Regions from separate parts of the Rattus norvegicus genome. Here all the other regions are linked to region 1. Evidence: chromatin contacts called from public Hi-C data. All regions are on one chromosome and are shown on one strand. Each heading gives the region's core, a stretch centred on a gene start, on an enhancer-like site or on the middle of the called end of the contact. The rest is flanking DNA. Distances are from core to core; before and after follow the strand shown.

Region 1 (2,700 bases), core at 90-2,589:
AGTCTAGACTGGCTTCCTAGCACACCACAAAAAAAGGGCTATGGTCTTTGTTACTTTCAGAGCTCCTGGCAAGGGAGAGTTGTTTGATATTCTAGCAGTAGAAACCTAAGAGCAAGGTGTTTGTGAAACGGTGCTTCCCCTCCTCTCTGCGGCCCCTGCTTGTCCTTGGCTTTTCCAAGCTTCACCCCAGCCCTGGCTCCATTGCTATGATGCAGCCACCTCCCTTCGGTCTTCCCTGTGTGGAGGTCCAGCTGGGGTTCAAGTTCCCTTTAGGAGAGTCTAACCCTACCAGATCAGGACTGTGGCAGCTTCATCACTGATCGGCGTGCAGAAATCCCGCCCCCTCCCGCCTCTAGTCTTTAAGATGAGAACAGAGTGGGCTTTGTGGGAAGTGTCTCCCTAGCCCTCAGAGGAGGCTGTAGGATCTGGGGGTTCATTCTGGGTGGTGCCTAAGTATTAACTTAGGAAAAGGGGGAGAGTAATAGCACCAAAGTGAGATTATTACTGTCATGTTTCAAAATTGTGTGTGTGTATGTGTGTATGTGAGTGTGTGTGTGTGTGTGTGTTTGTGTCTATTCGTGCATGTATGCACCTGCACATATACTCCAGCTGCCCTGAGGATCAGTCTTGCAAGGAACCCTGGCCAGTCCTGCCTGCAGCTGGTCAGGATTCAGGTCTCTCCAGTCCTGCTACTCTCTGACCTCCAGGGAATGCTGTCTGTGCACATTTCTTCAAGGGGCTACAGGAATTAGAAATGTATTAACAGCAACAACAACAGTAACAACAACAACAACAACATATTTAGTGGTTTTGAAAAACTAAAAGCAAAGGTCCAAGGAAACAGTAGTGGATGGAGGGCTGAAGAAAAGCCATACGGGGGCAGCACACCTCAGATCCCTGTGTGCACCCAGTCACCCCCAATTTAGGATCTCATACCCTGTAGGTTCTGATCTACAAGGGAAGGGACATCTGGGGTTCTGCACGTAGCCTCTTGTTTCCCCACAATACAACACATGGATCTGAGGCAAATTTATGTTGTAAGCTGAGAGGGCTTTTATTTTTAAATATTTTATTTTATGTGTATGAGTGTTTGGCTTACATGTATGAATGTATACCATACGCCTGCCTGGTACCCACAGAGGTCAGAAGATGGAATCAGATCCTACAGAACTGAAGTCACAGAAGGCCGTGAGCCACCGCTGAAAATTGAACCTGGTCCTCTGCAAGAGCAACAAGTGCTCTTAACCACAGAGTCATCTTTCCTGCCCCTGAGAGCCTAAGTGCTTCCGGTTCTGTCTTGGTCCTCAGCTTGCCACGACCAGCAGGGGGCAGCAGAGAGCCTGCCACACAGCAGCAAGACGAGTGTCAGTGACCACAGTAGACTATGAAATATGGAAACCAGGCTGGGGTTAGTTAGAGGGTTTGAGAAGAGCCTGAGGTGGGACTGACTGGGGAAGTAGCCCAAAGAAACGAGGTGGGGTGACAGTAATTGCAGGGACGGAGATCAAGTGTGGCCCAGGGGAACCAGGCAATGAAGTGGAAAGCGCTGTAGGTGTGGAGGAGCCCAGGCAAGACAAGAACATCACAGGGACACCAAATGGGCTTTTGATTGAGGACCTGGATGACAGAATGACAGCATTAGACTTGGGGGTGGGACAACAGTGCCTTGGGGGTGGTGCCTCAGGGCCAGGTATTACAGGGCTTGGTATTGTATCCAAGGACACGAGGATGAAAGAAGTGAAGGGAAGGTAAACAGGCTATGGAGTGGGTGCTCAGAGCCCATTGTCACTGTGTCTTTGTCCCGGGTTCTACTGAGTATACAATGTTGCCATTTTTCTTGTCTCTTTTTCTTCCCCTTTCCTTGCTCTCCCCTGCGACTGTGACTATGCACTTCATCACTATGCAGTGAAGTTGGTTCCAGGTACTGCCTGCTGCTTTCACTAGTTTAACTTCCAGCCTTTGGGAGAGGCCTTTTGTTTGCACTGGAGAAGTATTCCTCAGTGGACCAGCATGTAGGGATGCTCCCAGGTTGCTTTGAGGACTCTTTTATGAAGCCCCAAAATATATACAGTCAAGGAGACTCAAAACATACGACATAAAATCAGGGTCAGTGGTACATGCCAACGAGTTGAGCCCTGGGAGGTGGGAAGACCAGGATTTGAAGTTGAAGCCCTACTCAGACTATGTACATTCAAGGCTAGCCTGGGCTACACAAGAAGACAGAGATCCTTTATGATCTTAAGGATTCCTGCCCTTTCCGGGGCCAGCTTAGCTAAAGACCTGAAGCTGGGGCTATATCCTGCCTTAAGGGTTGGAGATTGATACCAGGGCTTAACTCTAGATGTTGTCCCTCCCTCCTAGGGTCCCCCTCCCCCACATTCCATCCCAAATGTTCTCAACACCCTGCTCTGCTCTGTCTGTGTGTCCTTAAGTAGCATTGACACTCACATCTATGAAATGAATTAAAATCTTCCAAACCACACAAGAGCTACCCTGACCTCCCAGAGCCCTGGCCTGATGAATTGGGCTGCGTAGAGGCTCTAGATGTCTCCTTGAGCTGCAAACCTACTACCATGCTGCTGCACCCCCTAACTCCCCACCCCCATGCTGGTAGCCAAGAACTACTGAGGTCACGAAACATGGACAGACAGATTTTATTTGAGAGGGTTTAATACATCATGAAACAAAAAGGGCAGGTGC
Region 2 (2,700 bases), core at 178-2,677, 170 kb after region 1:
GTAAAATTAAAATAGGGGACTGATGTTTGAGAGAACGTTCATCTATGACTGAACTTCCCACCAAACTAAGAAGATTAAAAAATAATAATGTTCTGACCCTGACACAGACCGACTGAATCATAACTTGTATTTACTGAAAAAATTAAAGAGAGTACTGTTTTAAAAAGGACTTCCAGCTGGGTGTGATGGTGCACATCTTTAGTCCCAGCACCTGGGAGACAGAGGCTCATGGATCTGTGAGTTTGAGCCCAGCCTGGTCTACAGAGAGAGTTCCAGGGCAGCTAGGACCACACAGAGAAACCTTGTCTCAGAAAACAAATAAAAAACACCTTCAGTGGGGCTGGAGAGATGGCTTAGTGGCTAAGAGTCCTGGCCTCTCATCTAGGCAACCTGGGTTCAATTCCCCACCGCATCCACACGATAGTTTACAATCATCTGTAACTTCAGTCCTCAGGAATCCAAGTCTTCTTCTGGCCTCCTTACACACAAATCTAGTGAAATCAAGGGGTTTTGGAATGCCTTTTTAAAAATATGAGCTTTGTTATCTTCAGGTTCCAAGGCAAGCAAGTAACTAACTAACTAACTAAACTAACCTAATTAACTAACTAACCAATCAGCCACCAACTCCTTTAGGAGTAGCTCACCTCAGCCATAACAGGGCTCAAGAAGTTTGCCCAGGGAGGGAGGCGGGACTCAGTTAACAATGCCCAGGAAGTGTAGTCAGGGCAGAACCAGCTGTTTGCTCACTCCTGTGTCCAGTCTCCATGATGGGTCCCAACACACAGCACACACTACATAAATATTTGCTGACTAAGGCAGTGGCAAGGCATACAGATCAGCTGTATAGGTCCTCTCTCCCCCCACCCCCACCCCCAGTTTCTCCCCACAGTGCAGACCTATTCCCTGGGTTCTTTCTTAGGTGTGCCCCCACCCCCGCCAGCATGCAGTGGGGACTGTCACACTTCACGGGATGTTTCTGTGTTGATGTTTCTTCAGTTTGAAAAGAATAGATGGCTTTTGCTAACAATTGAAGACAATGTTTTAAGAAAAAAAGACTTTAATGAATAATCTACAATAGGCAAACAAAAAGAAAAAGAAAACCCTTCACGTTTTCAGTCTCCGCCCCCCATTAAAAGTGAGCCAATGGTTTCTAAGGCTGCTGCTAAATCTTCCTGATGGCGTGGCTGAAGCTTGGCTTTGGAACAAATTAGACCCCTGTAAGACACAGATAGATGAAATATGAATTAATGAAGGACAGTCATTTGTTGAAGAAAGAAAGCTAAAATAGTACCCGGATGTGTGATTTCCCATGAGTCCCACTTCTTAGAAACTGGCATCCAGCCAAGAGTTCAATGAGCGTAGACTAGGGGTACACTCCAGCAGAAAGAAACACACAGTGCTCTCTTTGTCTAAAGATTAAATGGACTTAGTTAGCACAGTAGTGACTAAGCCAGCCGCAGGGATGTGTGTCTGGGAAACTGAGGCCTCAGGATCGTAAGCTCCAGGCCAACTGGGGCTATGTCACAAGACCCTCCTTAAAAATCCAAACCTGGAACCAAAAGGTAATGACTCATACTTGATGGCTGAGGAAGACTGAAGCAGTTCTGATGAGGTAATGACCTCATCTTTTAAAACTATTGTCAGCTTGACGGTGGCTCATATTGACCTTCCACACACTGTGACTTTGTTAGGAATGGTTACAGCGGGCACACACGAGAAGTGAAAGCATGCTAGAAATAACCAACTCATAGACTGATGAGTCCTTTGCATAATTTGCACATTTTAAGTTTTTTCCTTAAAGGAAATAAGGTTGGTCTACCTGACTGTCGGTTTGCTTGCCTGCCTGCTACCTTATCATGTCAACCTCTGGCCTCCACAGGGATGCTTCCGTGCATGTATAAGCACCCTCCACATGTGTACTCCGATACATATCAACATCTGTATATCTGCATGTACATATTTAAAGCTTGACATGGTATTTATTAGAATTAGGAACTTTTTAAAAAAAAAACAAGGGTTGGGGATTTAGCTCAGTGGTAGAGCGCTTGTTTAGCAAGCGCAAGGTTCTGGGTTCGGTCGGTCCCCAGCTCCGAAAAAAAGAAAAGAAAAGAAAAGAAAAAGAATGAAGTTTTAAAAAAACCAAAAACAAATACTTCTTACAAGAATCCAAGCATAGCAACTTTGTTAGTTGCAACTACACAGACAAAAGCCATAGTTCTATCTTTTCTTTCCTTCCTTCCTTCCTTAAACTGCTTCAGACATAGAAAGGAGGAAAGTAACCAACACCGAGTCTGCCTGCATAACCTAGAGTCCCCTTCCCGCCTCTAAGCCACAACAGCATCTCTTTGCAAAATCTCCTTGGCCATGACTGCTCACAGTCACGGACTCTCAAGACCGCCTAACAGCTTTGGGGACTCTGTTTACTGTACCAATCACAGCCACTTCTTCTTCGGGGGCAGCTCTGTCCCAAATGACAGATTAACCAGAGCAGGTGCTAAGTAAACCATAAAAACAGCCATTAAGGACTTTTTGCTGACAGCCTGGACATGCATTCATGGAGAATATGAATATATATACATATATATATACACATATAGTCAGACTTTATAAAGAATATGTCTGTCTCATATATGTGTGTGTATACATATATATATTCATTTATAAAATTTTATTTTTAAATGTGCTTGGTTTAAAATTTAT
Region 3 (2,906 bases), core at 270-2,769, 190 kb after region 1:
GAACAGCGCTTGTAGGAGACTGCGTTTTAGTAAACACAGGATTGGCTGTAAGTGTGTTAGGTGCCTGGGGACTTTAAGAATCATGCACCAAACCACCTTGCTCTTTGGTATTCTCCTATGCATAGTTTAGAAACAGACACATGCAGACACGTGTCGCATTAATACCTGGATGAGGCAGGGCGACATGTACCATGTGAAGCACTTGAACACTGGCATTAAATACTGAATACAGGATCCAGCCAAGATATAGCTCGCTGCCCTCAATCTCCTCATGTGTTAGAAGGGTCAGTTACTTGTCACACAGAATCTTTTTAACACAAGCGAGTAACAGGTAAAGGGCCAGAGGCAACAGTAAAGAAAAAGTAGGGCTTTATCAGTTAATATTCGGATGGTTCTGAAGCTTGGCTTGAGACCCCCCTCTCCAACACACACACACACACACACACACACACACACACACACACACACACACACACACACACGCACACGCACACATTAGCCAAGCTCTCCTGTTTTGAGCTGATGATTTTGAGTTGATCACACTCAGAGCTTTCAGACACACCTAGGCCCAACACTAAGCCTCAGCTGTCAGGATCACAAGGATAGCTAATCACTGACACCCACTCATTCTAGGTTTGGCTTAAGAGCAGGGGGAAGCAGTGTGGTTTATTCTTTTTGCTTTTAGTTTAGAAATAATCCTGGTGATCTGCTTATGGCCTTCTCTGCATAGAAGGAGAATCTCAAGTCACATCAGTCTAAAGAAAACACCAAGTACTGTCAGATTACCAAAGTCCTGTCAACAGGAAATGCCTTGTCCAGCATGGCCTGGTCCTGGAAACCTGACTAGGGGCAGTGAAGAAATGAAGAAAGGACACATAGACACAGCACAGAAAGACTGGGGTCAGGTGGGCTTTGCCCACTGTGATGGAGTGGCACCTACTATCCCAGCAACCCAGAGTCTCAGCACATTTATGCACACCATGGGATGGGGTGGGGAGTGGTTAGCGAGTCTCTGTAGGAGTGACTGTAGCAAGTAGTCTCAGGCCATAAACATCTGGGAGGAGAAAGCTGCAGTTGCTTATTTTTGCACACACTGGTCAATCACCCGTAAACACATACTTGCACACTGTCAATATTCACACTCAGAGCAGAAGGCTTGGCCAATTTGCTATGGGTCTGAAGCCCATGTCAATAATACACGAATTTACTCAGAACTTCATGTGCTGCTTACACATTCCCTCACGGTACCTGTGTTATGTACACACTCAGTCAGGGCCTCCTTAGCTCCCCATAAGGAAAGTCTCTACAGCTGAGAGGGAGGCAAGCAGGGAATCCTGGAACCTGCTTTACAGACACCTATGTGCAAAGTCAAAGAGAGCAAAGGAGACAGGCCAGTGCGAAAAGCAGATGACTAAAAATGAGTGGGTTCATTCTCCCTGAAGGACAAGTAAATGTCCACACAGAGCTGCAATGCTCTCTTGTCAGTCTTGAAAGGAAAAGTGACTCATGTTGGGCTGTGAGTAATAATTCTACTTTAATAGTGTGCTGGCTAATTTGATGTCAACTTGTCCATGCTTGGAGTCATCTGAGAGGAAGGAATTTCAGTTGAGAAAATGCCTCCATAAGATTGAGCTGTAAGAAATCCTGTAGGGCATTTTCCTAATTAGTGATAGAAGGGGAGGGCCCAGCCCATTGTGGGTGGTGCCATCCCTGGGAAGGTGGCCCTGGGATCTATAAGAGAGCAGGCTGAGCAAGCCATTGGGATGTAGGCCAGTAAGCAGCACCCTCCACGGCCTTTGCATCAGCTCCTCCAGATTCCAGCCCTGCTTGAGTTCCTGTCAGGACTTACAGACTACAATGCGGAAGTGTGAGCCAAATAACCCTTTCCTCTCCAAGTTACTTGGTGGTGGTGTTTATCACGGCAGTGGTCACCCTCACTACGACAGACATACAATATGTGGAAAGGGCAGAGGGAATGTGTAGTCAAGGGACTCTTATCAAGTCCAAATCCCTCCTTCTAGTACTTCTGACACTAATGATATGAGATCTATTTGTTTACTAAACAGATGTCCTTACCATATAACAGGGATACAGAAATATTATAAAGAAAACAAAATGTAAGCTCCAATGGACTGACATGAACAGCTCGTGAGCTGTGATGCCAGGGGCGTGGTCAGATACCTGTCTGCACATCCACATGCTTTCTGCCCTCCACGGGCTCAGGTGTTCGTGGTCTGAGTTGCTGTTGGGCTCGTTTTCTGGCAAGAGCCCTTCTTCTGGCCTGCTGCTGCTGCTGAAGCTCTAGAGGGTCCGGCTGTCCAGGCTGAGAGGGACAGACAAGGCTTAGAAAGAGCAGACAGTACTTCTCAAAGCAGACAGCTGCTGACACGGACCAGGCCACCCCTGGCTAGCAGCAAAGCTGTGTCAGCTAATGGCTCCTGATGATTACTGGTGTGATGAGGGCCATTTTGTTGGGATGTGGTCAGCTGACACAAAGCTAACAGCAAACGCACAGTGGGACACATGGGTACAGAGTCCTACTAACCCTATTTCTCTCTATTAAGCACTTTTACCACTAATTCTTCTGGTGCCTAGTAAAGTGTGTGTGTGTGTGTGTATTCTGTTACAGTAAATTTTTAGTGATAGTAAAGAAATGGAAAACCATTATTATTTTTTTTAAATCTGAGTTTAAGGGAATAGATTTCCCTTGAATTTTTATCAGTTCAGTTCAAAGAGAAAACATCCTGAGTCCAAAGAAAGCTTCTTCAAGTACACAAAATAAGCTATTAAGAGGGCTGGAGACACTGCCTGTTGTAACTCAATACAATTATGAAAGGAAAAGGGAAATTGGATAGTATTTTGAATGAAAAAAGTTTCAATATTTGAAACTTGAACACATTTTAAAT

The links. Hi-C and Micro-C count contacts between places; a contact is called where the count stands out from the background.
Region 2: a Hi-C map of Schwann cells shows a contact between it and region 1, with 3 times the contacts expected there. The contact joins two enhancer-like sites. A contact is called at or near these places in 11 of 12 Hi-C or Micro-C datasets (the A7r5 cell line, the Rat2 cell line, Schwann cells and 7 more) and 1 of 1 datasets of contacts at active chromatin or transcription factors (oligodendrocytes).
Region 3: a Hi-C map of Schwann cells shows a contact between it and region 1, with 3 times the contacts expected there. The contact joins two enhancer-like sites. A contact is called at or near these places in 11 of 12 Hi-C or Micro-C datasets (the A7r5 cell line, the Rat2 cell line, Schwann cells and 7 more) and 1 of 1 datasets of contacts at active chromatin or transcription factors (oligodendrocytes).

Annotation. Positions count from the first base shown.
Region 1 is chr1:49,337,817-49,340,516 of GRCr8, forward strand. All of the region lies in intron 3 of Sytl3 (synaptotagmin-like 3), which reads left to right. It overlaps LOC120099117 (a long non-coding RNA gene), which reads right to left. Exons shown (of 2, transcript XR_005497976.2): 2 at 2,639-2,700. Among named protein-coding and RNA genes, the nearest start is that of Sytl3, 23 kb to the left of the region's middle. Within about 2 kb of position 1,340, at least 3 of the 93 cell types and tissues checked have an H3K27ac peak or open chromatin away from gene starts, as enhancers often do. A contact at or near this core is called in Schwann cells, where this site is marked.
Region 2 is chr1:49,505,949-49,508,648 of GRCr8, forward strand. It overlaps a transcript of Rsph3 not described here. Among named protein-coding and RNA genes, the nearest start is that of Rsph3, 52 kb to the right of the region's middle. Within about 2 kb of position 1,428, at least 4 of the 93 cell types and tissues checked have an H3K27ac peak or open chromatin away from gene starts, as enhancers often do. A contact at or near this core is called in Schwann cells, where this site is marked.
Region 3 is chr1:49,527,677-49,530,582 of GRCr8, forward strand. Rsph3 (radial spoke head 3) reads right to left here. Exons shown (of 8, transcript NM_001108463.3): 3 at 2,182-2,323. Among named protein-coding and RNA genes, the nearest start is that of Rsph3, 30 kb to the right of the region's middle. Within about 2 kb of position 1,520, at least 4 of the 93 cell types and tissues checked have an H3K27ac peak or open chromatin away from gene starts, as enhancers often do. A contact at or near this core is called in Schwann cells, where this site is marked.